Linked DNA regions of Mus musculus: regions 1, 2, 3 and 4 are each linked to region 5. The links are chromatin contacts, called in public Hi-C, HiChIP or PLAC-seq and promoter capture Hi-C maps. All regions are on one chromosome and are shown on one strand. Each heading gives the region's core, a stretch centred on a gene start, on an enhancer-like site or on the middle of the called end of the contact. The rest is flanking DNA. Distances are from core to core; before and after follow the strand shown.

Region 1 (2,700 bases), core at 158-2,657, 360 kb after region 5:
TTATTGAACCCAATTAACTCTTAGAAGCAATCATTACCCTCTAATAAAACAGACATCTTTTTGAAAAAGAGCCTGGAGTTACAAAATAAACTTTTTTTTTTTTGAACACAGCTTTAAAAAGAAAACAGGAGATTGGGAGACAGATATAAAAGGTGTTGTTTTTCACCATGAGTTATGGCCCCAGCCCCATGAGACATGCACAGATCCACATTTTTCATTCTCTACCCCAATGGAGAGCAGCTCTCACAGTTGGGTGTCCGGCTCAGTACTCTGTTGGTTTTTCCTGACTAAAGTTACATCATTGATTGATGGCAAATCTTGGTCAATTAAAGGTTCATTTTTCTTTTGGCCCTTGGCAAATGCAACATTGATTATGGGTTATTAGCATCCACCCTCTCAGATTCCGAATATGCTGAGAGCATTTGTCTGCATACCAACGACAGCAATAGCAACCAGGGCTCTGAACCACCTTTCTATTCTGGGCCCAAGGACACCTGCCAGCCTGTCTGACAGCAGGCAGGAGATTTGCTTTTCAGGTCCTTCCTAGCAAGATTAAAAGAAACTTCCCCCAGCCTATATTTAACTCCCTGCCCCCTACTCCAAGTCAAGACAAATGGGGATATTTTGTGATAATATTTGGAATCTCTTTACTTGTCTATTCACATATGCATCCGCTCATTGATTTGTTCATTTAATAAGTATGATTGAGTGCTGACTTCTAGGGGAAATAAAAAAGGTACAGAGACTATGGAGAGATGAGACAGGTCTTCTAAGCTGTCTAAGAAGTGTATGTCCTTTTGGCACAAACTCCTCAGAAGCCTACTGAAGCCACAGCCAGGATCGCTGCCCCAACTTCCCACAATACCCTTCCTCTGTGGCATTTTGAGGAGAGAAAAGCCCCCCTTTTTAAAATGGCATTCATTCGCATTGTCCTGTCCTCTATTTTGGGATGTCATTATGGCATAGTCCCTACCTCCTCCGGGAGCTGTGTAGAGCCTCCAGTAAGCCTGAGATTTCACAGGAATGGCCAGTAGCTGCTCTTCTCTGCATGCTGAGGACCTTCCTCTGAGAGCCCTCTGGTGGGATGGGATGGGATGGGATGGGATGGGATGGGATGGGATGGGATGGGATGGGATGACATGGGATGAGGTACCTATCTCAGGTGCACCCTGGCCCATCTCCCTGTGCTTCTGACTAGCCTCAAAGGCCTCTGCCATTCCTCTGTGTGCTTGTGTGCTTGTTCTGGTTTAAATGACTGTGACTTAATTATCCCACAGCTCAGAAATTCAGAATCCTCCCTACTGTGACCTCTGGGTCTTGGCAGGACTAAGTTCCTTCTAGAGACCATAGGAAAGGATCTAAGTCCACCTTTCCCTGCTTCCAGGGGCTGCTTACATTCTTTAGCTCCTCCCCCAAGCCCCAGCATGGAGGCCAGCAGCACAGCAGCACAACCTCTGCTTCATGACCTCAGCTTTGCTGCCTCATCTGAAAATTTTGATGCTTTTGGCTGCTTTTGTGTGTGTGTGTGTGAAGACCCTGTAATTATATTGGATCATACGACAGCAAAGTCCTCTCCCACACCCAGGGTGTTAGGGATTGAACCAGGGCCCTGCTCATGCTAGCCAAATACCCTACTTACCCCACACTGTGTCTTAAACCTGGCTATGGAAAACAACATTCCCCAGGTTCTGGAATGTGGCCATGTTGGGGGCAGTAGGGCATTATTCTGTCTGCCTTCCCAGCTTCCCTGTGCTGAGCAAGGGAAAGCTCTCCAGCTCAGCTCAGCTCCAACAAGCCTGGGATCTGTCAAACTGACAGTAATGAGAGCTAACACTTAATGAGTGCTTGTCACAAGAATCACACACCACATAAAAGCTTTAGATACATTTTCTCATTGAATTCCTCCCCAAGATCTAAGGTAGTCGAGGAAACAGAGGCCCGTGAGGTTAAATAGCTCACTCAAGATAATCAAACCAGAAAGCCCTAGAAGCTGGGAGGTTCACTCAGATGCACACTGTTCCCCAGGAAAAGAAGGCTGGCCAGGAAGGTCAGGGGCAGACGGATGAAGAGCTGTTCCCGAGTGTGGCCTACTGCAGCATGTAAAAGGCAGAGCATCAAACTTGGCAAACGCCTCTCTGGCCAGTGTCAATTAAACACCGTCACTCCAGGAGCCTGTTAGTCAGAAACTTAAGCGAAAAAAGGAGTGATGCTGAAGTAAGCATGCCTTCTCAACCAGTTACAGCACCTCTGCCAAACTTGTTAGGGGTGATGCCCCACATGTTTCCTGTATGGTTTGTAGATGAATCGGCCGAGAAAGTGCCCTGGGTGCATGTGCACGGGCGTGACATGCACATATACACAAAGTGTATATCTGAGTATATACATGGGCTATTTGCCATTGCATGAGCATACAAAGAATGGAAGTAGACACTGGTACTTCTCTACCTTACTTATTGAGTCAGGGTTTCTTACTGAACCTGAAACTCGCCACTTCTGCTAGACTGGCTAGCCAGCAAGTCCCAGGGATTTGTCTGTCTACCCTCTGGAGGTTACACAATGTTTTTTTTTTCTTTTTTCTTTTACATGAGTGCTAGGTTAATGAAAAATAAATAAATAAAAAGAAGAAAAGGAAAACATGACTGCTCCTGGCTATGGTGGAGGAGATGGTTCATTGTAGATAAAATGGAGAGTGTAATTAGA
Region 2 (2,700 bases), core at 191-2,690, 260 kb before region 5:
TGTTTAGATTATAGGTGTATACTACCATGTCCAGCTTAATGAGTTAAAAAACACGTATCCGATTCCACCTCAATTTAGTGATACATGTAAAACCCATGCTATTTAAAGTCTAAGTAACATAAGCACCTTTGGTTAAGATAATTACTGTTTATAACAGTTCCAGGGAGTAATTCGAGTTGGGACTGGGTTTACTGAAGAGTGATTTTATTTTATTTATGTGTATGCTGAATGTATGCTGCATGAGTGCAGGCACCATGGCGTCCAGAAGAGGGCATCAGATGCCCTGGAGGTGGAGTTAGCAGGTAACTGTGGGTTGCCCATTGTGGGTGCTGGGAACTGATCTGGGTTCACTGGCAGAACAGTTAGTTCTCTTAATCATTGAGCCACTTGTCCAGTCCCTTGAGGATAATGTTTGCGTCAACTTTTCTACAGTGAGAACTTAGATGGAGTATGATTTCTGTTCCATGGTGTTCTTACAAGTTGACACTGCGTTTTTCTTTATTCATGAGAAATCCTTGGAAAAGCCTCTCTGGGGCTCAATGTATTCTAACACTAGCAAGTAATGACTTTTCCCTTCTTGTGGAGGCATAGAAAATAAATACATTTTTTTTTTCTTGTGGTGCAGGAGATTGAGTTCAGGACCCTGTGTATGCTAAGCACACATCCGACCACTAGCTATATTCCAGCCCAGACTTGTACTCATGTGTTTATTTCACAGATTTTTATTGTGCTTATTATTTTGTGCCTGGTATCATATACCTTTTTTTGGTGACAGCTTTCTGATACCTGTCTCATGTAGTTGGGCACAGAAGCCTCACAGCTGAGTACGAGGGTTGGGATTTGAACTCAGACAGTCGGACTTCGATCTGTACTCTCTTACCGCCAAGTTACAATGCATATCTGTCGTGATAAGGCAAGGATGTCCAGGATCCAAAGCCATTGCCAGGAGACAGGGCGACTGGGCAATCAAGGAAAGACCCTGTTCCACACATGCCACGCGTGCTTACCTCCTTCCCTAGAGCTCTGGCTTCTCAGAGCTCTGGCTTCTCGTCCTCATACCTGACTACTCCTCAGCCGCCGAGTGGGAGTGGTCAGGAGCTAGCCTCCTGCAACCTTCAGCTTTCTTAGAGCTGAGTCATAGGCTAACCTGGCCTGACCACTCAGCCTGACTCACTGGCCTCTTTTCTCCTTCCTCCTCACTGTACACGTCAACAACCAGACCTAGGGGCTTTCTTCCATGGTATGAGAATCTTCAAGACCAAGAAGGAGGCCTGCCTGGTGCCCACCATTTAGGCGACTGATCGCTCCAGAGCCAGTCTCTACTCCAGGTTTTCTTTTCCCTTTGGCCCTTCCGCAAGTAACACGGGCTGGGCCCCATTTAGTCTCACCAGGCTTGTTATTCTGAGCAGCTTGCCTCTGGTTCCCTCCAGGGCAGCAAACTGGTACCTCTGGGAGAGAGAAAGGAAAGCTTTGAGCTGCCAGCCAACAGGTGCTCAGCACATGCTTCTTGCCGGTTGAAAACAAAAGCTTGGCTTCCCAGCGGCAGAGAGCAACCAGGCCTCCTGCCCCATGCGGAGATCCACAGTGACCACCTCAAGCACTCTGGCACTTGTGTTACCCATAAACTCCTGTGGGCAGTATCTGAGTTATTCACTCTCTGCCAGTGGGGTGTTGAACTCGTTCAGTTTGGTTAACTCGGGGACAAACACTTCAGCCTTTGTGCTTACAGCCCGGGTTTTGCAGATCAAAGATGAGTGGGCTTATTTATTAGGGTGCTAGGGAGTGACTCACTACCTTGTGCATGCAAGCCTAGTCTTCTACAGGGCTACATATCTAGGCCTTGGGTTTAGCCCTCTAATTTACAAGGGAGGGGGCACACTGAACACTCTACTCTCTTGAAGTATCATCTGGCAGAAAGGTATGCAACTTAGAAACAAGCCTACCCACGCCCACGCTGCATCTCCTTCTCCACACTCACCACTCACTCCTGGGACCCCTGTGGGTTTGGGGAGCTTGTACTTGGCCTTAGGAAAAGAGGATGCAGCCCAGGGACATCCTTTGGCCCCAGAAGGGGGTGGCTGCCAGAGACTGTATTTGAATTTTTTTTTTTTTTAATTAGATGAGGTCTTACTTTGTATTCCTGGCTCTCTAGAATTTGCCATGCAGGTCAGACTGGCTTCAAACTTGCAATACTTCTCCTACCTCTGCCTCTTGAGTACTTGGATCACAAGTGTCAGAGAGGAGCCTTTTTTTTTTTAATATATTTTATTAGGTATTTTCCTTTTACATTTCCAATGCTATCCCAAAAGTCCCCCATACTCCCCCCCCCCCCCCAGAGGAACCTTTTAATGTGTGAGCCTTGGGCAAGGGTACCTCTTGCTTGGGTCTGAGGCCAGCACTGGAGAAAACAATTCTACTGCCTTCCTTTATAGAGAATGCCTTCTTGAAGTCTCCTCTCACATAGGTTCTTCCTGTGGAAACAGGGAGGAGGCCTGTCAGGAGGCCGTGGGCCAGAGGTCAGTGCCACGTGGACCTGTTTACAAGGAATTCAGTAAACAATGCTCCTATGAGCTGGTCAGACTTCTTATCATCTCCTAGGCTTCTGGCAACGCCTAATGACCAATGCATTGGATAGGGACACCACCCAGTGGAAAGTGGACGTTTCCAGCCCTTTTACGATCCAGCCAAAGTCCAGGTATT
Region 3 (2,700 bases), core at 41-2,540, 260 kb after region 5:
GAAGGGTCAGAGGTCTGTAGTAATAACTGACTTCCATAAACCCTCCTGATTCTGGTATGTGGCAACTCTATCCTTCAGGCCTCAGTTCTCCCGTCAAACCCCAGTCACCTGGGAGCAACCCTGCTTTGTTAGCAGCAGTTTCTGGGCATCTGGCACTGGTGCTGGCGCTGCCCTTGGAGTTTTCTGGCCAATGATAGCGGCCATCATTTCCAGTGTCATGAGCACAGGGCTTGTTGGCATCTTTCCTGCCACCAGAGCAGGCTGCAAGAGGAACTTGGGTCTCCTTCTGTGGTATTTTTTTCTCATGACACACACACACACACACACACACACACATATATATGAGACAAGATATATATATCTCAAGATCTGAAAGCAATGCTAATATTAAAGTAACAGTACCCCCTTCTATGCTAAGGATTTTTCCTCATTTCTTCATTTCTCCTTATGAAAAGGCCCACAGCCATCAAATGACTATTCCAGAAAGGACCACAGGGATCTTTTGTTGGTTGATCACTAGAAAACATGGCTTTGGATGAGCCCTGGTCCTTCCCTGTGGCCAAGAGACAGTTTGATGATTGTTACCTTCTTGTTTTAGGGATCTGGCTCTGTCATCAGAACCAACAGATGATCTGGGTGTGGTGGTGTATGCATACAGTCTCCGCATTCAGGGTGCTGAGGCAGGAGGATTGTGAGCTTGAAGCCAGTCTGAGTCTTACACACACAATCAGCAGCAGCAGCAACAACAACAACAACAACAACAAAACAACTAAGATGACATTTTAAAAAAGTAATATTTCCACTGTAAAATTACATTAAAGAAAGCTCTTTCTCTATTCTTATGTGACACACACACTCCCCCTTATGTCCCCAACTTTTGGGCATCCATTTCAGTATGTCCTTGATCTCCCTGTCTGTGTGAGCACAGATGGCATTGCTTCCCTCCTACAGAGCCCTCAGTCACAGCTGATAGCAGCTGAAAGGAAGCATCTGACCCTCAGGCTCACACTCATAGACGGGCCACCACCAATGGCATGGCTTGGTTCCAAACACTGAACAGAGGGATACAGAAGTTGTGCTGGCCCTGAAAGACCACACAGGGGGCCACAGTGGCTGTGTTGGGACGTAAGGAGGAAGAACAAGCAGAAAAGGGTAGGGTTTGAAGGAGCAGGACAGTGGACCCAGACAAAGAGACCTGGGCTTGTGCAGTCACATTCCCAGAAGGAAAGAGGAGCCATGTGCTGTGCAGGTTCTGGTACCCAAGGCTTTGCCTGACCTCTGGCCTCCCCTGGGCAGCTGTGCCTGTTTGGCTTCTTCTGTCTGTCTTGTTTGCACTGACCTTCGTCCTGTAGGCTAACAACTTCTTGTTCAAAACTTTATCTAAAACTGGCCACATGCCTGAGCCTTGTTTTCAAACTAGGAACAAACTCTCAAAGGTCAGAGATTAACGTCCGAGTCCTTTGGAAAATCTTTCTAGGGAACTCGTGCAGATGACAGCCACTGAAATGCTGCGCTCAAAGGCCAAATGTAAGCCTTTTTACATATCAGCTGGCCCTTTTTGAGTCTTTCAATATAAAGCTATCCAGGGAAATTAATTCCCAGACCGCTTCAGCTGACAGGTGGAGATGGAATCATGGGGACTGCAATAACACCAGTGTCACTGGCCCATGTCTGACCTTGGCCAACCTGGTGACCATCACTTTAACCCAGGAACTTGGCTTTCTGTCTCTGGAGTTCATCTTCTTTAGTGATAGCATTAGTTTTTCCTAGAACTGTGACTGTTTTGTCCAGCTGGAATCTGGGGTAGCCATGGATACTGTGTCTCCTCCCACAACTTCCTGATAACTTTTAGGAGTTCAGAGAATTGGGAGAGGGCTGAGCTGTCAGATCTCAGTAGTAACCAGTGAAAGCAGGACACCAACAATGGACACGGTGAGCTTTCGATCAGTTGCTGCTGTGGCACAAGCAGGAATTGCCTGACCCCATTTTCCCACACATAGCACAAGTTCTCTGGGCCAAGGCAGTCAGTACAGATAGACATGAGATGGGATGTCTCCCTGAAGTGCAGGCCTAGATGAAGGCTCTGGAGGTTTCACCGGCCTTGGAAACAAGGGTGAGCACCAGGAGAAAAAACGTAGTTGGAACAGAGCTTGCTCCCAAGATATGCGTGTGTGCGTGTGTGTGTGTGTGTGTGTGTGTGTGTGTGTGTGTGTGTGTGTTCAGGGTTTGGGTGGGGAGTGGTGCTTCCTCCCCTTCCTCTACCACAGACCCTGATGAGCAAAGCCTTTATAATTGCCCATTGTCAAGCCTGACACACGGGTTTTTAAGGAAACCAAAACATGTCATCCCAAATAGGTCTCCTTAACACAAGAATTATTCTGTGCTTGAGGCAATTAAGGAAGAGCAAACTGCAAAAGCTTTTGCCTGCCCCCAATTTGCCCAAAATACCGGACATAATTTACACAAGTGTCCCAGCTTTCCTCTCTGTGGGGAAGGACAAGAGTTACCACTGGAGGCAGAGCCATTACTAACCCAGAGGTGGGATCATGAAATCTGCACACCTGGCTGTACTCACCAGCCCTGCCTGCTGTCTTCCATTAGTGTCCTGCCTGTTTACCTCACATGGCTTATCACCCTTGGAAACTAAAATCACTTTCCATTTTCTATTCATTTCTCTATAGATTTCATGTTCTTTGATAA
Region 4 (2,700 bases), core at 119-2,618, 480 kb after region 5:
TGGCTGTTGCCAGGTAACTGTAAGGTGGAGCCTAGAAGGGATGCTAGCAATCACAAGGATGCATCACCCGTCAGATGTAAACTGCTTATGCCTCTTTCATTTGGAGAGCCAGGATGAGAAATCCACTCCTACTTGAGTCCGAGGAAAAGAACAACAAAAAAGTCATGTGACAGCCCTCCCCTCTGGGACTTCTGCTTGGAAAGGGCCTGTGGCATGCCGTACCCACTCAAACTATTGGTCCAAAACAAATCATCACTGCCTGGCCCAGTGTCAATGAAGTAAAAGGTGTGACTCTTTTATGAAGAAGGGAGGAGGGTGGATAGGGGAAACAATCGTGCTGTCTTGTCAGGTTTGGGGACTTGAAGAATCTTGTGTCTGAGTGATGAATGAAGAAGCACAGTAATTGGCATAAACGGGTTGATTTTTTTTTCCTCTCACAGAAAGAGATGCCTATAACTTATCTCTTACAATCAGAGATAAACTTTCTCATGAGTCCCCAAAATGTTTAATACTGCAATATTAATGTTTGATAAATGTCTGTGAATGTACAAGGGCATTCTGACTCTTAAGGTGAGAGTTTTAGGAGGTGGGCTGTGTGGGAGATGATCAGGTCATGGAAGAAGTCACTTCTGACATGGCATGCGTACCCTTATGAAGGGAAGGTTAGAAAACATTGTCATCCTGTTCCCTTGCGAGTCATCAGCGAACTAGAAGTTCCTTGTCAGAGCCTGCCTACCCCTCTCTTATCTCAGCCTTCAGTGTTCAGAACCACCATAAATATGCTTAGTGTTAATAAGTCACTCCATCTGCAGTACTTCCTTGTTGTAAACCAAACCGACGGAGAAAGACTACGCTGTGCAAGTATAATTTTCTCAGAGACTTGGGGTCATAACTTTGACCATTAACCCTGGCATTGTTGTGGTGTAGAGATATTCCTAGATGTTCCTAGAGGGCTACTCGACTCTTTTTTAAAATGGTCCCAGGGCCATTTTGCTTTTGGAGCTCAAGGCTTTATTCTATAATTTTTCTGTTCATTCCCCCAAGTACCAGGCTCAGGGTTGCTTTATCTTGATAACCAGAGTGAGTCTTCTTTAGCCCTTACATCACCTAGAAGCTCATTAGAAATTCAGAGTCTGGCCCCATCCCAGGCCTTCTCAATCAGGCTTTGCATTTTAATATGTCTCCTAGGTGTTAAATATGCACATTAATGTTGGAGAAGCAGCCCAGAGTTTCCCCACCTGGAGGGCATATTGGTATCACCAGGGAAACATTACGAATTCTGAGGCTGGACCCAGAGCCCCTCCTCCAGAGCCTGGCCTAATTGGTCCGGGGTCTGCAGAGGGCACTGGAGGTTGAAGAGCTCCCTCTGTGATTCTAATGTGCAGCCAGGGCTGAGAGACACAGCTGTCTGCTGGCTCTCTCTTGGCTGCATGGACTTGCAGGCTCAGTGATTAGGGAAGCAAGCTTATTTACAATTGTTCAATTGTGTTGCTGGCCATTAGCATCACTCCCAACAAGGCTGGGGGAGCCTGGAGTATTCAGAAGTAGCAATAACCGAAGTTTCTAAAGAACTTCTATGGGATGAGAATATTATCCTTGATCTTTATATATTCTGTTATCTAAGTTTAAATGGAAGAGACTGAACTTCAAAAATGTTGACCTTTCCCAATGTCTAATTAGTAGAGCTAGGATTTTGTTCACTGTATGTTCCTCTTAGAACATACTCTTAATATGTCCTTTAGTTTTGTGAAAGGGTAAGCTGGATCACTATGAAGACAAGTTCAGGATTCTACAGGTTGTATGGGGGAAAACTGAGCAATGCAAAGAAATTACATAGCTTTGAAGGTGAGGGTGAAGTTATGTGTGGGTTGAAGCATGTCTTACAGTCAACTTCTTAAAATTAGGCAAGATGTTAGCTATAGAGGTAAATACACCAGGAGCATCGTCTCATTTAATCTTCACTACAATCTTGAATACAGTGCTAACTGTTCTCATTTTATGGTAGTGGGGATGGAGGCTGGGATGTAAATTAGTGAATTAACAAAGAGTGGAGCAAGTCTGGAAATCTAGCTTCAAAGCTTGTACTAGTTTGTGACTTAATCTCTTAAAGAATTGTCCCACTAGCCCATCTAACTACTTGCTTCAAGTAAAGAAAGGTAAGATCAGATCTTCATCAACCTTCTATCTACAGAGGCATGTTGGGGCCAGCACACCTCACCTGCTAATTTTACCTTCTCATAGGTTGAGAGTGGGGAGTTTCTAGTAGTCAGGAAGTCTGGGTTTGGGGTGGTGGTGTTTAGTTTTAGGAACTCAACTTTCCAGAATTTGAAAACTTAACAGTTCTTAGAATATTCCAGAACCCCCTTCAGGGACAAGGAAATCACTAGTCCAATCCAGCAATAGTTGGTTCACTGGGCTATTTACAGGAAGAGGCCTGGGTACCTGTAAGAACACCTGAGAGTACAGACAGAAATACCTCTATGGGTTAGCAGCGATGGGGCAGTTGGGTGGTCAGCACAGGGTAACTGGTTATGAAGAAAGAAAGGGAGAAAAGGACGGAGGGTTGAAGCATGGGTTCTTCTGCCTCCTTATTCGGGAGTTCCTGTTTCAACCATCCATCTTGCCTCCCTGGCAGAAGTCATGAGGAGTGGCTGCTGTAGGAACAAGCTGATCTCAGATTAGACAGACTGAGGAGGAGGG
Region 5 (2,700 bases), core at 163-2,662:
GTGGCCCTGTTTACTCAGAGATACGTTTCCAAAGTATTTACTAGTATTTATCTGTGCTGGGAGGAATAATTGTCTTGAGGGCAGCTTTTCTACTCAGTCACCCGGCTGAGTCCTCAGGCTTGGGATCTGGTCCCCAGGCTACAGGGAAGAGTTCGGCACGGGAAGCTCATCTTCCGGCCCTCTGATTGGCCAGTTCGCACTCCACTCACTGGTTTTCCCGCTCTGATTGGCCCCGGCAGCACCCCTTCGGCCCGCGACTACTTTGTGTGCCCTGGCTGCGCGGCTGGGTCCTCCCGCCCAGCTCGCCCTCCCGGACGGTCTGTCGGAGGTAGCCCTTCGGCACTCGGCTCAGCATCGCGGGCGTCAGGATCCCCGAGTGCGAGCGGGTAGGAAGCATCCTAGGGAAAAGCCTCTCCTCTCCTGTACTCAATAAACTTCCGCCTCCGAAGGGCTGAGGCAGCAGCGGCTGCGAACGGCCGGGCTTCGAACTCGGGCTCTGCGGGGTTCTTTCTCTTCAGATGAAGACAGAGCCCGCAGGGTAGCCGGACCGCCCGGAGCCGAGGTGGCACTGTGTGCTGGTGCCTCAGCGGATGAGCAGCAGAGAGTACCCCGAAACTAGTACAGAGCCCTATTGAGCCCCAGCGGGGTGCGCCTCTGGGTGGTGGGCCAGGCCGGCCAGGGCGTGGGGAGCGCTGCTCCCCTCAGCCTCCGACCCTCAGGCGGCCTTCGCCTGTAGAGACCAAAGCCGGAGCCCGCGCGCGGCCGCTGTCCGGCTGGAACTCGGGTCCCGCCGTGGCCCGGTGGATGCTGCAGCTCCGCTGTCCACCCGCACAGAGAGGAAGGGGACGGGGCGGAGCCTGTGCACATGCCAGGGTCGCTGGAGGAGGCCGCGGCCGGCGCATGCGCGCCCTCCCCCAGCAGGCTGGGACGCCGAGGGGCGCGCGCCCCTCTCCGCGCGCGCACGCTCGCTCGCTCGCTCCCTCGCTCGCGCCGGCCGGCGGCTTCCCCGCCTGCGCTCCCGGTCGGAGCCACTCCGGCGCGTGCGCGCGTGGTCTCGGGCCGACCCGAGTGGCCGGGTTCTCTGGGCTCCAGGCCCCCGCCGCCCCCTCCCCGGCTCCCAGCCAACCCGTCCCTCCCTTTCCTCACGGAATGGGGCCGGCGCTGCTCGGGGTCGCGCGTCCTGGACCCGGCTCGCGCTCGGTCTCGCGCTGTCAGCCGCTGCCTGGCTCGCGCCGCCTTGCGCTTTCCCTCAGTCAGTGGCGCCGAAGGCTCCGTTAAGCGGCGGCCGCGGTTCCTGTTTCCGTTTCTTCCTCTCCCTTCAGTCGGGAGTAGCATCCTCCACCCCAGCACCCCTCCCACTCTCCCGCCGCGGCCAGCTGCAGCTGGAGGCAGCGGCGGCGGCGACGGGGGACGGCGCCGACCGCCTCGCTCCCGCCTCGGGTAAGGGGGCGTTAGGGAGCCGGGCCCCGCGCGCCGCGGACTCCAGGACGGGGCGGGCGCGGGCTCTGTGGAGCCTGGGCTCGGGGCGCTCCTTCGTCCTCCCGCCGATACCGGGCCTGTTGCTGCAACTGCTGCAGCCGTTGCTCAGCCAGCGGCCCCGGGAAAAGTGGGGAGGGAGCCTCCGGGACACCCCGGCGTAGCCTTGGCCCCTTGGGTGAGGGGCGCCGCGGCGTCGGGCATCCCAGGACCTATGGGATGGGGGCGGGGTGGGAGGTGTCCCTCAGCGAATCTCTGCATCTGCCGCTCCTTGCCCCCGCAGCCGGGTCCCCACGGTCAGACCGTGGGAAGGTGGGTTCCTTTGCTTTGCTTTGCTGTGTGGGCTTCTGGGGCTGGAAATCAGAGTGAACCTGCACAAAGATGCGTTCTGGCTAGTGGCTGAGGCAGGGTAGTTAATGGCCTGGGTGCCTCGGTATCCCCTCCCTTTGATCTGCGAATGACAAGCTGGAGGCTGTGGAGTGTCTCAACTTATTTGGGAAGGTTAAATGAGTCATATCAGCTCAGCGGAGGTCTGTCCTGCTGGAGTTGGGGTGGTTTGTCGGTAGCAGCACCTGTTCTCTGGATGTGGGCTTTGCAATCCTCAGAGACGTAATTCTTAAGTTAAATGGCACTGTCATGGTTAGGGTTTCGCACCCTGGTGAGCTTTTAGCGCTTTGCCTTAAACGTGGAGGCCTTGGAGAAAAGCAAAGAAAGTAGTGTTTTTCCTTGTGTCTAATTCTGCACGTTACTTTTAAGAAAACGCAAGAAGGTGAGCCCAGGAAAACCATATCCTCCCGTACCTCCCGTAGATCACTCCGAACTTAAAGGTTTCAGGGAACAAATGCAATGGAAGTTTTTATCAATTTAAGAGTTAAATTTATCACAAGTCACTGACTTAACTTTGCCTTTGCTCCGTAGAAACTCTTAAGAAGGTTTTATTTTAGTTGTCTTGTTCTTCCTGGGGTTAAGTGCTTATTTATTTTCTTGGTTAAAGTTCTGTGTAATATGCATACTTCTTTTAAAGGGTATATCATATATAAAGTATTTTAGGGGAGAAATTATATACTGAAGCAAAGAAGTAAGATGCTTCTTTTCTTTAAGGCAACATAGGAGTCTCTGACAATAGTACGCTCCTGTACATTGCTGTCCTTCTGATAAGAAGTCTTAATTATAAATACGACAGTATTTTAACACACATATATATAGCATTTGAAATTGCAGGCC

Evidence for each region. Promoter capture Hi-C pulls out the DNA fragments that hold promoters and counts their contacts. A called contact is a pair of places that touch in the nucleus more often than the background predicts. HiChIP or PLAC-seq counts read pairs in DNA pulled down with a chosen protein or histone mark.
Region 1: a Hi-C map of cerebellar granule neurons shows a contact between it and region 5, with 2.3 times the contacts expected there. The contact joins the enhancer-like site here to the promoter of 9530018F02Rik in region 5. A contact is called at or near these places in 16 of 39 promoter capture datasets (the 3T3-L1 cell line, 3T3-L1-derived adipocytes, the C10 cell line and 9 more), 2 of 484 Hi-C or Micro-C datasets (bone marrow-derived macrophages and cerebellar granule neurons), 8 of 115 datasets of contacts at active chromatin or transcription factors (astrocytes, cardiomyocytes, embryonic basal ganglia and 5 more) and 1 of 9 other capture datasets (adipose tissue).
Region 2: a contact with region 5 is called in an HNF4G HiChIP or PLAC-seq map of pancreatic cancer cells. The contact joins the enhancer-like site here to the promoter of 9530018F02Rik in region 5. A contact is called at or near these places in 7 of 39 promoter capture datasets (the C10 cell line, the HPC-7 cell line, embryonic stem cells and 2 more), 1 of 15 datasets of contacts at CTCF or cohesin (large pre-B cells), 17 of 484 Hi-C or Micro-C datasets (the AML12 cell line, the G1E-ER4 cell line, Th1 cells and 10 more), 17 of 115 datasets of contacts at active chromatin or transcription factors (the NIH/3T3 cell line, acute myeloid leukemia, bone marrow-derived macrophages and 12 more) and 1 of 9 other capture datasets (liver).
Region 3: a promoter capture Hi-C map of liver shows a contact between it and region 5. The contact joins the enhancer-like site here to the promoter of 9530018F02Rik in region 5. A contact is called at or near these places in 5 of 39 promoter capture datasets (the 3T3-L1 cell line, 3T3-L1-derived adipocytes, cranial neural crest and 2 more), 3 of 15 datasets of contacts at CTCF or cohesin (the NIH/3T3 cell line, large pre-B cells and pro-B cells), 4 of 484 Hi-C or Micro-C datasets (the HL-1 cell line, cortical neurons and liver), 11 of 115 datasets of contacts at active chromatin or transcription factors (the 230-238 cell line, VIP interneurons, bone marrow-derived macrophages and 6 more) and 2 of 9 other capture datasets (adipose tissue and liver).
Region 4: an H3K4me3 HiChIP or PLAC-seq map of neural progenitor cells shows a contact between it and region 5, with 11 times the contacts expected there. The contact joins the enhancer-like site here to the promoter of 9530018F02Rik in region 5. A contact is called at or near these places in 6 of 39 promoter capture datasets (the 3T3-L1 cell line, the C10 cell line, cranial neural crest and 3 more) and 9 of 115 datasets of contacts at active chromatin or transcription factors (bone marrow-derived macrophages, craniofacial prominence, embryonic forebrain and 6 more).

Annotation. Positions count from the first base shown.
Region 1 is chr12:77,596,389-77,599,088 of GRCm38.p6, forward strand. The region is part of intron 2 of Gm35240 (a long non-coding RNA gene); the gene reads left to right. Among named protein-coding and RNA genes, the nearest start is that of Gm35240, 44 kb to the left of the region's middle. Within about 2 kb of position 1,408, at least 42 of the 459 cell types and tissues checked have an H3K27ac peak or open chromatin away from gene starts, as enhancers often do. A contact at or near this core is called in astrocytes, cerebellar granule neurons, embryonic limb bud and 1 more, where this site is marked.
Region 2 is chr12:76,980,426-76,983,125 of GRCm38.p6, forward strand. All of the region lies in intron 1 of Gm35041 (a long non-coding RNA gene), which reads left to right. Among named protein-coding and RNA genes, the nearest start is that of Gm35041, 9.3 kb to the left of the region's middle. Within about 2 kb of position 1,441, at least 35 of the 459 cell types and tissues checked have an H3K27ac peak or open chromatin away from gene starts, as enhancers often do. A contact at or near this core is called in differentiating embryonic stem cells, olfactory sensory neurons and pancreatic cancer cells, where this site is marked.
Region 3 is chr12:77,500,676-77,503,375 of GRCm38.p6, forward strand. No RefSeq gene overlaps it. Among named protein-coding and RNA genes, the nearest start is that of Gm35240, 52 kb to the right of the region's middle. Within about 2 kb of position 1,291, at least 19 of the 459 cell types and tissues checked have an H3K27ac peak or open chromatin away from gene starts, as enhancers often do. A contact at or near this core is called in extraembryonic endoderm stem cells and liver, where this site is marked.
Region 4 is chr12:77,714,928-77,717,627 of GRCm38.p6, forward strand. No RefSeq gene overlaps it. Among named protein-coding and RNA genes, the nearest start is that of Gm35440, 34 kb to the right of the region's middle. Within about 2 kb of position 1,369, at least 11 of the 459 cell types and tissues checked have an H3K27ac peak or open chromatin away from gene starts, as enhancers often do. A contact at or near this core is called in neural progenitor cells, where this site is marked.
Region 5 is chr12:77,237,814-77,240,513 of GRCm38.p6, forward strand. It overlaps 9530018F02Rik (a long non-coding RNA gene), which reads right to left and starts at 1,413. Exons shown (of 1, transcript XR_003950200.1): 1 at 1-1,413. It overlaps Fut8 (fucosyltransferase 8), which reads left to right and starts at 291. Exons shown (of 12, transcript NM_016893.5): 1 at 291-386.